Regions from separate parts of the Mus musculus genome. Here all the other regions are linked to region 1. The links are chromatin contacts, called in public promoter capture Hi-C maps. All regions are on one chromosome and are shown on one strand. The core of a region is the stretch at or near the end of the contact, and the rest is flanking DNA. Distances in the headings are between cores, read along the strand shown. Region 1 holds the start of Ice2 (interactor of little elongation complex ELL subunit 2). Region 2 overlaps Rora (RAR-related orphan receptor alpha). Region 3 overlaps Rora (RAR-related orphan receptor alpha).

Region 1 (2,700 bases), core at 91-2,590:
TGTAATGGGATCTGATGCCCTCTTCTGGTGTGTCTGCAGACAGCTACAGTGTACTCATATACATAATAAAAAAAATCTTTAAAAATCAGTCAGCTATAACTCAACAAACTTGGTATATGAACAGGGTAATTTCTGAGACCCTGGTGGCTAAAAATTATAAAATCTCTCCAGGCCAGAAATCTCCTTTCCTATGATACCCACCATCCCCAGCTTGTTCCTTCACAGTGGATCAGGAAGAGGACCAACTCACCAGTTCAGCCTTGGTTCACTCATGGTTATGCTAGAGCTCATCTTCCTAGAATTCTCCTTCACTCTAGCCCACAATTATTTCAGCTGGGCAGTGAAGGCTCCCAGAGAGTGAGGGTCGGATCCTTCCTAGAGTCTACAGTTAACTGAAGACAAACAAAAGGTCAAGATCAAACCTATATCACCTTGGGTCATAAAAAGCCTTTGCTTGATTAGCATCTACCTCAAGTGACTAAAACACACAGGCAGGCAGAACGATTCTTTGTAGCAAAGATCCGTTCCCTTTAACTTATGCAAGGAGTGTTAGCCTCAACATTAGCTGAGTTAGTAAGACCCCAAACCAGAAGGGTGCCCTGTGTTCTCGCATTGTTTACATTATGGCAGGGCTGTCTTCCCTTCCCCTCACTCCCTTACCACCAATACAAATCGTGTTTCCATTTCCTCTAGTTATATACAGCTATGGAGGCGGTCTATGACATGCGATGCACACAGAAAAGGCTCTCTGGATCCCAGGGACCGTGTCCTTTTCAAAGAGAACTTTGCACTTGTGACACTCAGGTGCGAGCAACTCCAGAAAACAATTCACAGGCACCTTTAAAGGTGTCATCGGAATTAACGCTGTAGCTTGACTTCTTCACTCACGCTGGGTGTCTGTCCCTGTCATCCCGTGCGGCCTTGAGATACTTAGGAGTCCAATGCAGGAACTGGCCTCTGGGTCCCTATGGGGTCTCAGGGGCGTCCCTCTCCGCCTACCACCTACCTCTCCTTTCCCCTGAGTGTGGGGCTGAGGGGGAGGGGAGGGAACTACAGAGAAGCAAAGGGAGACAAAAGTATCGGGGAAGGAGAGGGGTCGAATGAGGAAAGCCTTAGGGCCTGTGAGGGAAGCCGCCGAGGAAGACACGTGAGGGAAGCCGCCGAGGAAGGCCTGTGAGCAAAGTCCGGTGAGGCGCTGCCTCAGACCCGCGTCGCCATGTTCCCTCTCCCGCCCCTCGCGTTCCCGACGAGCCGGAGTCGGCGCGCAGCCGCCTTTCCGCCCACCTCAGGGTCCCAAGCGGCTCTGGCCCCCGAGAAAAGCCGACGCTTCCACACACGTTTTGTGCTGAACTCACTGCTGCCCGCCTACGAAGGCCTCATTTAAAAGCCCCGAGGGCGCCCGCACGGCCGCGCGTGATGACGTCACGCGAGCGCCGCGGGACGGGCCTGCGCGCGAATGCAAAGGGAGGACTGGCCACAGTGTTAAGGGACCAGGTAGACCCAGGCTGTAACTTCAGGCTTCCCTCATTCTGATCCTGACTCGTCAGTAGTTTTTATGTGTGTGCTTGATTGTCTGTCTGTCTGTCTGTCTTAGAAATAGTGTCTCAAGTAGGGCAGGTTCACTTTAAATATCCTATGTACTCCAGCCAAGGCTAACCTTGAACTTCTCATCCTTATGACCCCCACATCCTGAGTGTTGGGATTACAGACATGCACTACCACCACACCCCATGTATACGGTGTTGGAAAGGGAACCTAATCTTTCAGGATGACAGGCAAGCACCCTACCAAGTTACATATTCAGCCCCTATCATCAATTTTTATTACATACAGATAAGGGTTTTGGAAAGGTCTAAATAAGACAAAGAATGAAGCTATATTTAGCGCACTACTCAACACATACTAGGCTCTCATTACACCCAAAATCTCCACTCCACTCTCTTTTTCATTTTAGAGATAGGCCAATGTCTGCTAGTGGGCCTTCGAGTCTCTCACGCTATTCTTGCAGCAATTCATTAAAAAGAGATGGATTAAGCACAAATATTTTCTGTTTGGTGTTGAGTGCAAGAAGGACCAAAACTAAAACCGGCTTTTCCAGAACTTCTGATTTTTGGGACTCTAAGTCATCGTGTGTAAACGGATCAAAAAAGAGAGTGACGAGCCACTTTAAGTGTTACTGGGGCTGGAGAAAAGGCTTGGTAGTTAAGACTGTTTGCTGCTGTTCTTCCAGAGGACTCAAGTTCAGTCCTCAGCACCCACATGAGGTGGCTCACAAACATTTGTTATCCAGCTCCTGAGGATTTGGTACCTACCCGCTGCCCTCCTACCTGCTGCCCTCCGAGAGTACCCAAACACATGTGGTACACACATGGAGACATTTAAATAAAAATAAATCTTTTAAGACAAGATGTTGTGGCTAGAACCATAAATGATGACCCCCTTTTAAGCTGGGTGTGGTGGCGCACGCCTTTAATCCCAGCACTCGGGAAGCAGAGACAGGCAGATTTCTGAGTTCGAGGCCAGCCTGGTCTACAGAGTGAGTTCCAGGATAGCCAGAGCTACACAGAGAAACCCTGTCTCGAAAATAAATAAATAAATATTTAAAAATAAAAATAAATAAATAATAAATAAATAAATATTCCCCTTTCAAGTTTACTCATCTTAATCTTCCCTCTTTCACTTGCTTGAAATATCTGATTC
Region 2 (2,700 bases), core at 167-2,666, 510 kb after region 1:
TGTGTGTGTGTGTGTGTGTGTGTGTGTCAGCATGCATGTGTGCAGATGCTGGTGCAATGGTTTGGTCCTCAACAGCCACACCAATGATGGGAGATTCCCTTCTTATGTATAGAATTAAGGAGATCTGCTGGGTGCTGCTCCGCTGGTCTCTCAGCATCTTATAGGAGAGGTTAGACCTAGAAGTTGGTTGGCTTGGCCTTGGGGGTTTCTACTAGGCCAAGTTCCCTCGTGTGCATTCCTCCAGCACATGAGGCCAAGGTGCTTCAGTGCCTTTGGTAGACCCTACACATCTCCCTGAGCTTGTTCCCATCTGCACAGAGCCTCTGTTCATACTGGAGAACCCTGGACACACTAGGAGAGATGAGCATGACAAAGCTCAGCTCTTCCCTTCAGTGAGAGAAACAGGATGATGAGAAAGCACAGTGGGTAGCCCAGAGAAAGAAGGGCCAGTTTGGAGCTCTTACGGTCCCCAGTCTATGGGGAGGACAATTCTTGGATGGGCTGTGGGTAGTAAGCCTGGGCTGATTTCAGGGGGACTGGGGGACTCCAAATGTGATAACCAGCCACACTGGATTCTGCTATAGTTATTTACAGTCTCCTGGAGCTAGACGAAAGATTCAAAGTCACCATGTGGTGGCTACCAAGAAGATGCTTTCTTAAGCAGTAGAATTCTCTTTCAAATTAAATCTTCTATGGACCCCTGGAATGAAAAATAATTTACATTGAGAAATGGCTGCTGAGCAATTAAAACCCCTCACTGTTTGATGGAAAAAAATTATTCTCACAGCATACAGGGCTCCACTAGAACACTCTGTGAGGGCTCCCAGAGAGTGTGTGTGAAGACCGGGTTCTCAAATAAATGGGGAGCACACTGCCACTGAGGCATATTCCCCCAAAGGCAGCTCACACATTTAGAATTTCTGTCCTCCCCCCCCCCACCTGAGTGCCACCCCCTCATAGTTTGCATGCATGAATGGTAGCCCTTCTCTGAGGCTCAGGGACTTACATGCGCACACCGTAGAGGGAGGTGTTCACCACAGTGGAAGCTAAAAACTAGGCTGTACGTATGCTCTTTCTTTCTTCCCCCACATATATGCTGGAACTTGAGCCAGCCAGGTCCCTTCTGCAGTCTCAAGACTTCCTGCCCATCTGTCTGTGAGGGCCGAGGGCTAGTTTGTGCATGTGGGCAAGAAGGGAAGGGGAGTCTTACATTACTGGCAAAAGTGGGGGACAGGGAATGGGTACGGGAAGGTCCTGCTTCCTTCCAGCTTCAACGTAGCCCCCTTCAAAGTACAGAGGACAACACAACCTGGCTATTCCAAGTAAAGCAGTAAACAGAGGTAAATTCTAACCAGACTTTGTGTGTTAAAAGGAAGCGAAAGCAGCTGAATTATGTACAAAAACTTACCCTGCCCCCGGAAGGCATCAAAATAGAACTTCCTGGAGCCTGCTAGAAAGACAGAGGCGTCCTGCACACAGAGCTTCTGTGAGCCTGCCAGAGAGATGTCCTGCATGCCAACTGCAACTCTTTAGAGAGGATCAACAGCTGGAAAGGCAAACTTTTTTTTTTTTGAATGTTAACATTTTACAGTTCAAATCACTTAACAGATGTAAAATTATGGGTTATACTTAGCATTAGTTTTTTTCCCCCCAGAAATTATTAACTAAAGAAGATCTTTCTGGAAAACACATCTGATGGTTAGAATTTCTTGATGATGATGACAAGAACACGCTCCTTTTACTAAATGGGAATGTTTGTTTTACCCAATCTCACTTTCACCAGCGTACCCCATAGCTGATACAGGTTTACATAAGGTTAACTGGGCGTTTTGAGGCATTAACCATACACATTTCGAAGCCTAGGCATTAAGTTGTCTTAGGTGACTAGTCAAGAAATGTTAATGAGACACTAAGGCAGGGATTGATATCATACCCAAGAGAATATTCCTGAAGGGAAACAGTCAGGGTAAGACAAGGCCGATGACATCAAAGAAAGTTCCAGATCTCAGCTCAAAGGTGATGATGTGGGGGTAAGTGGGGCAGATGATGTCAGCAAACTCTCTGAGCGGGTCAAAGTTGAGGGCGAAATGGATAAGGAATCGATAACTGGCTGACTGATGACAAATCTGGTGGGGGAGAGTTGGGTAAAGAGCGGCTGTTCAGAAGGCAGAGAAGGAAAGGCAAAGGGCACGTGATACTGTTGCTAAATACATCTCCAAACTCTTATGAGAGGTTTGGGAACATGAGATGGGAGAGAAGAGAGTCATGTGGACCTCTGGCAGCCAGGGACGCAGGAGGTCTGGAGAGATACGCACCATATAAACCTCTCACTTCTTTAACCTCCGTTTCCTCAGCATTAGTTTGAAGTTTGTTCCAGGTGGCTTCTGAGCTTAAGATAATTATTTGAAGGAACAACATCAACATCAAAAAACCCAAACCAAAACAAGACCTTCTCCAGTGGAGAGACTTAAAGTATTCCATACAGACAAAAAAGCCTTATCCAGTGCATTCTAGAAGCTTCACCCAGCACCTGACTCTGGTTTGCCTGACTACCAAGTGAGATCCCTTTGTCTATCAATGCTGGGTTAAAGATGATCAATGCCCAGACATCATGTAAATCAAGGAAGAAAACAATGCTTTGGAAACTGAGTACTGAGCCAAGGGAAGGGGACAACTATGTTCTAGAAAAATCTTAATAAG
Region 3 (2,700 bases), core at 79-2,578, 570 kb after region 1:
TAACCCCTCCAGTGTGGAAGAAGCTCAGGGGGAAAGCCATGTGCAGCTCTGTATAGCCACCATGTGGCTCTGATGGTTCACTCATGCGTGATTCAGTGACAACTCTCATGATGTTTTGGTCACCTTTGGCTGTGGACCTGGTACCCAGGAAAAATCAGAGACCCAAGAAAGAGGCAGAGCGTCAGCCTCAAAGCCAGGGATGCACACACAGTCTTCCATAACGTCTCCTGAAAACCAAATTCTTCTTTCTTTGCAAAGGAGCCACAGACAGACAACACAGCTGACAGTTATTTTTGTTGCCAGTAGAATGAAGGCGACTTAGACTTCATTTGTCCCCTTAGCAATTGTTCCTTTAGCGGAATATATGTGTTGTGGCATTTTCTTAGGGATGGTTTCCTTTAGAAAAATTCAGTCCTTGTGAAAAGCAGAGTCGGAGACATTTTATTTCGGTCATTTTCAGCAAAGCTGAATCTGTCCTTTTCTTTAAATGGAAACTTTTCAAAATCAAGTAGACCCCATTTCGTTTTTATCCCAAAGCTGCTGGTTGGGGGGGGGGAGGGTAGGATTGGAAAACTGTACTTTGTCTCAAGAATTTAGACTGAGGATGAAGATGGGAGGGAGACCTGCAGAGGCCGGTGGTTAGAGGCCATCAGCATCTTCATCCTCAGTGGCCGCTCTTATACTTGCCCAGGCTATGTTTGAGAAGAGAAAAGGGCACGGAGGGAAGATTTTTGCTAAGAGCTCCTGTTTTCCACACAAGGGTTCTCCCAGATGCACAGCAACGTGCATTAGCACAGACGCCAGGCATCATCCTAAGAAGCAAGCAGATCTGATGTCTTCTCTTAGAGAGTTGGAGACCGGGGTGGGGGGGCAATGAGAAGGGTAAGGGTCAGGCTTGGAGCTCACAACCCAGCCAGGCACATCGAAAGCAGTTGCGTCATCCTACCTTCTCCAGAGGCTGAGGTAGATGGGTCTGAAGTTCAAGACCAGCCTGCACAACTTAGTATCAAAGACAGAAAACAGACAACCAGAGGGCTAGGGTGAATGCTTTAATGGTAGAGTGACTGTCTAGTGTGTAAAATGGCTAACAATACTGCCTGACCATCTCCTTCAGTTGCTTCTGAACTGGGAGTTTGAATCCACCCTTTCTCTAGGGAACTTTGACATCAGTGTGGTTTGAGGGTCAGTTCTCATGAGCTCCTTTCGTCTCAGTAGTTTATGAGGTAAATGTGCAGGGCTTTACTAAGTGACCAGGGCCAGTGTGAGGACTGGTATTCCTTCCATGGCTAATATTTACAGAGCACCTTGCCTGTGTAGCAGAAAATCAATCCTTCCAAAGTAAACACACTGGCCATGCTTGCTTGCCTTGCCAGCAAACTGGCCACACCTTGCAGAGGTTGGCTAGTCAAGGTGTTCCCAGTGTTGAGCTTGGATCCCGGGCCCAGTTTAGATCCACTATATAAACTCAACCACAGAAAGAACAAGGCGTCTCAAAAGGTTCACCTGGAAGCCTTAGAGATGGCTGAATTGGTCACATTCTTTGCTGCAAAACTATCAGAACCTGAGTTTGGATTGGCAGCAACCAAATAGAACTGTCAAGTATGGTGACATGGGTTGATAACCATACTGCTGGTGGGCAGGGGGAGGGGAAGCAGACAGATCCCTGGAGCTCACTGGCTGCCCAGTCTAGCTGAATCCATAAGCTTCAAATTCTGTGAGAGACCCCATCCCAAAACACAAGGTGGAAATCTATTGAGAAAAATACCTCACTTTGACTTCTGCCCTTCACAAATGCATGCCAAGGGGTCACACTCTTATATCCATGTAGATCCATGTCTACACACACACACACACACACACACACACACACACCTTCATCTGAATTTTCCAAGCAACTGTTTTCCACAAAACCTACAGGCAGAAAAATCACAATGCCCCTGAACTTTGATCATATACCCACATTCCTCTCCTGTATTTTTAGAACCACCTCAGCAAAAGCACAAACTGTCACTGCCGATGTCCATACGTAACAAAAGCAGCCAGCATGGTCTGAGAAATGTTTTCAGAGGAAACTAGTTTTAAATAATTAACCACAGCGCCTAGCCTCCACTCCTCACAGGCTGATTAATGTCTCCTGACAGGTGAGATTCCTTCACAGGAGGCTGCAGTTCCTGTTTGTTCAAGGTAACTGCTGCTATTGAAGTAGATTTTCATTAAACACACCACCTTGGAAACCCCTGCTCCTTGGAAGAAACAAACCCACCACATGGAGCCGTTAGTTTTCAGTTCATTTAAATGAAAAAAAAAAAAAGTTAGGTTTAAAATAAAACTAATGGAGAAAATAAGAAGCTAGAAAATGAACGCATTAAGAATGGACACCAGTGCTAGGCTGGAACCGTCAAGTAGCTTATGTGTCAGGTGTGTGTGTGTGGGGGGGGGGTGTATGTGTGTGTTGGGTGTGTGTATAGGTATGGGTACGGGTATATGGGTGTTTGTGTGTGTATGGGTATGTGTATGGGTGTGTGTATGGGTGTTTGGGTATGTGTGTATGAGTGTGTATATATGGGTAAGTGTGTGTGTGTGTAACAAGACAGGATCTCTGGAAATCACTCCTCATGAAGCCTCCACTTTTACTTTTAGACAGGGTCTCTCATTAGCCTGGAACTCACCAGGCAAACTATCTAATTAGTGAATCGCAGA

What was found. Promoter capture Hi-C pulls out the DNA fragments that hold promoters and counts their contacts.
Region 2: a contact with region 1 is called in a promoter capture Hi-C map of liver, with 6 times the contacts expected there. The contact joins the enhancer-like site here to the promoter of Ice2 in region 1. A contact is called at or near these places in 3 of 39 promoter capture datasets (hippocampal neurons and liver) and 2 of 9 other capture datasets (liver and pancreatic islet).
Region 3: a promoter capture Hi-C map of liver shows a contact between it and region 1, with 6 times the contacts expected there. The contact joins the enhancer-like site here to the promoter of Ice2 in region 1. A contact is called at or near these places in 5 of 39 promoter capture datasets (the 3T3-L1 cell line, cranial neural crest, hippocampal neurons and 1 more), 1 of 484 Hi-C or Micro-C datasets (nephron progenitors), 2 of 115 datasets of contacts at active chromatin or transcription factors (the SCID.adh cell line and embryonic stem cells) and 1 of 9 other capture datasets (adipose tissue).

Annotation. Positions count from the first base shown.
Region 1 is chr9:69,396,638-69,399,337 of GRCm38.p6, reverse strand. Ice2 (interactor of little elongation complex ELL subunit 2) reads right to left here and starts at 1,340. Exons shown (of 16, transcript NM_145618.3): 1 at 1,285-1,340; 2 at 251-392. The coding sequence starts at 291.
Region 2 is chr9:68,883,322-68,886,021 of GRCm38.p6, reverse strand. All of the region lies in intron 1 of Rora (RAR-related orphan receptor alpha), which reads right to left. It overlaps Gm31262 (a long non-coding RNA gene), which reads right to left. Exons shown (of 2, transcript XR_379583.4): 1 at 1-2,700. Among named protein-coding and RNA genes, the nearest start is that of Gm31262, 61 kb to the right of the region's middle. Within about 2 kb of position 1,416, at least 70 of the 459 cell types and tissues checked have an H3K27ac peak or open chromatin away from gene starts, as enhancers often do. A contact at or near this core is called in liver, where this site is marked.
Region 3 is chr9:68,824,694-68,827,393 of GRCm38.p6, reverse strand. The region is part of intron 1 of Rora (RAR-related orphan receptor alpha); the gene reads right to left. Gm31262 (a long non-coding RNA gene) reads right to left here. Exons shown (of 2, transcript XR_379583.4): 1 at 1-2,700. Among named protein-coding and RNA genes, the nearest start is that of Gm31262, 2.7 kb to the right of the region's middle. Within about 2 kb of position 1,328, at least 23 of the 459 cell types and tissues checked have an H3K27ac peak or open chromatin away from gene starts, as enhancers often do. A contact at or near this core is called in liver, where this site is marked.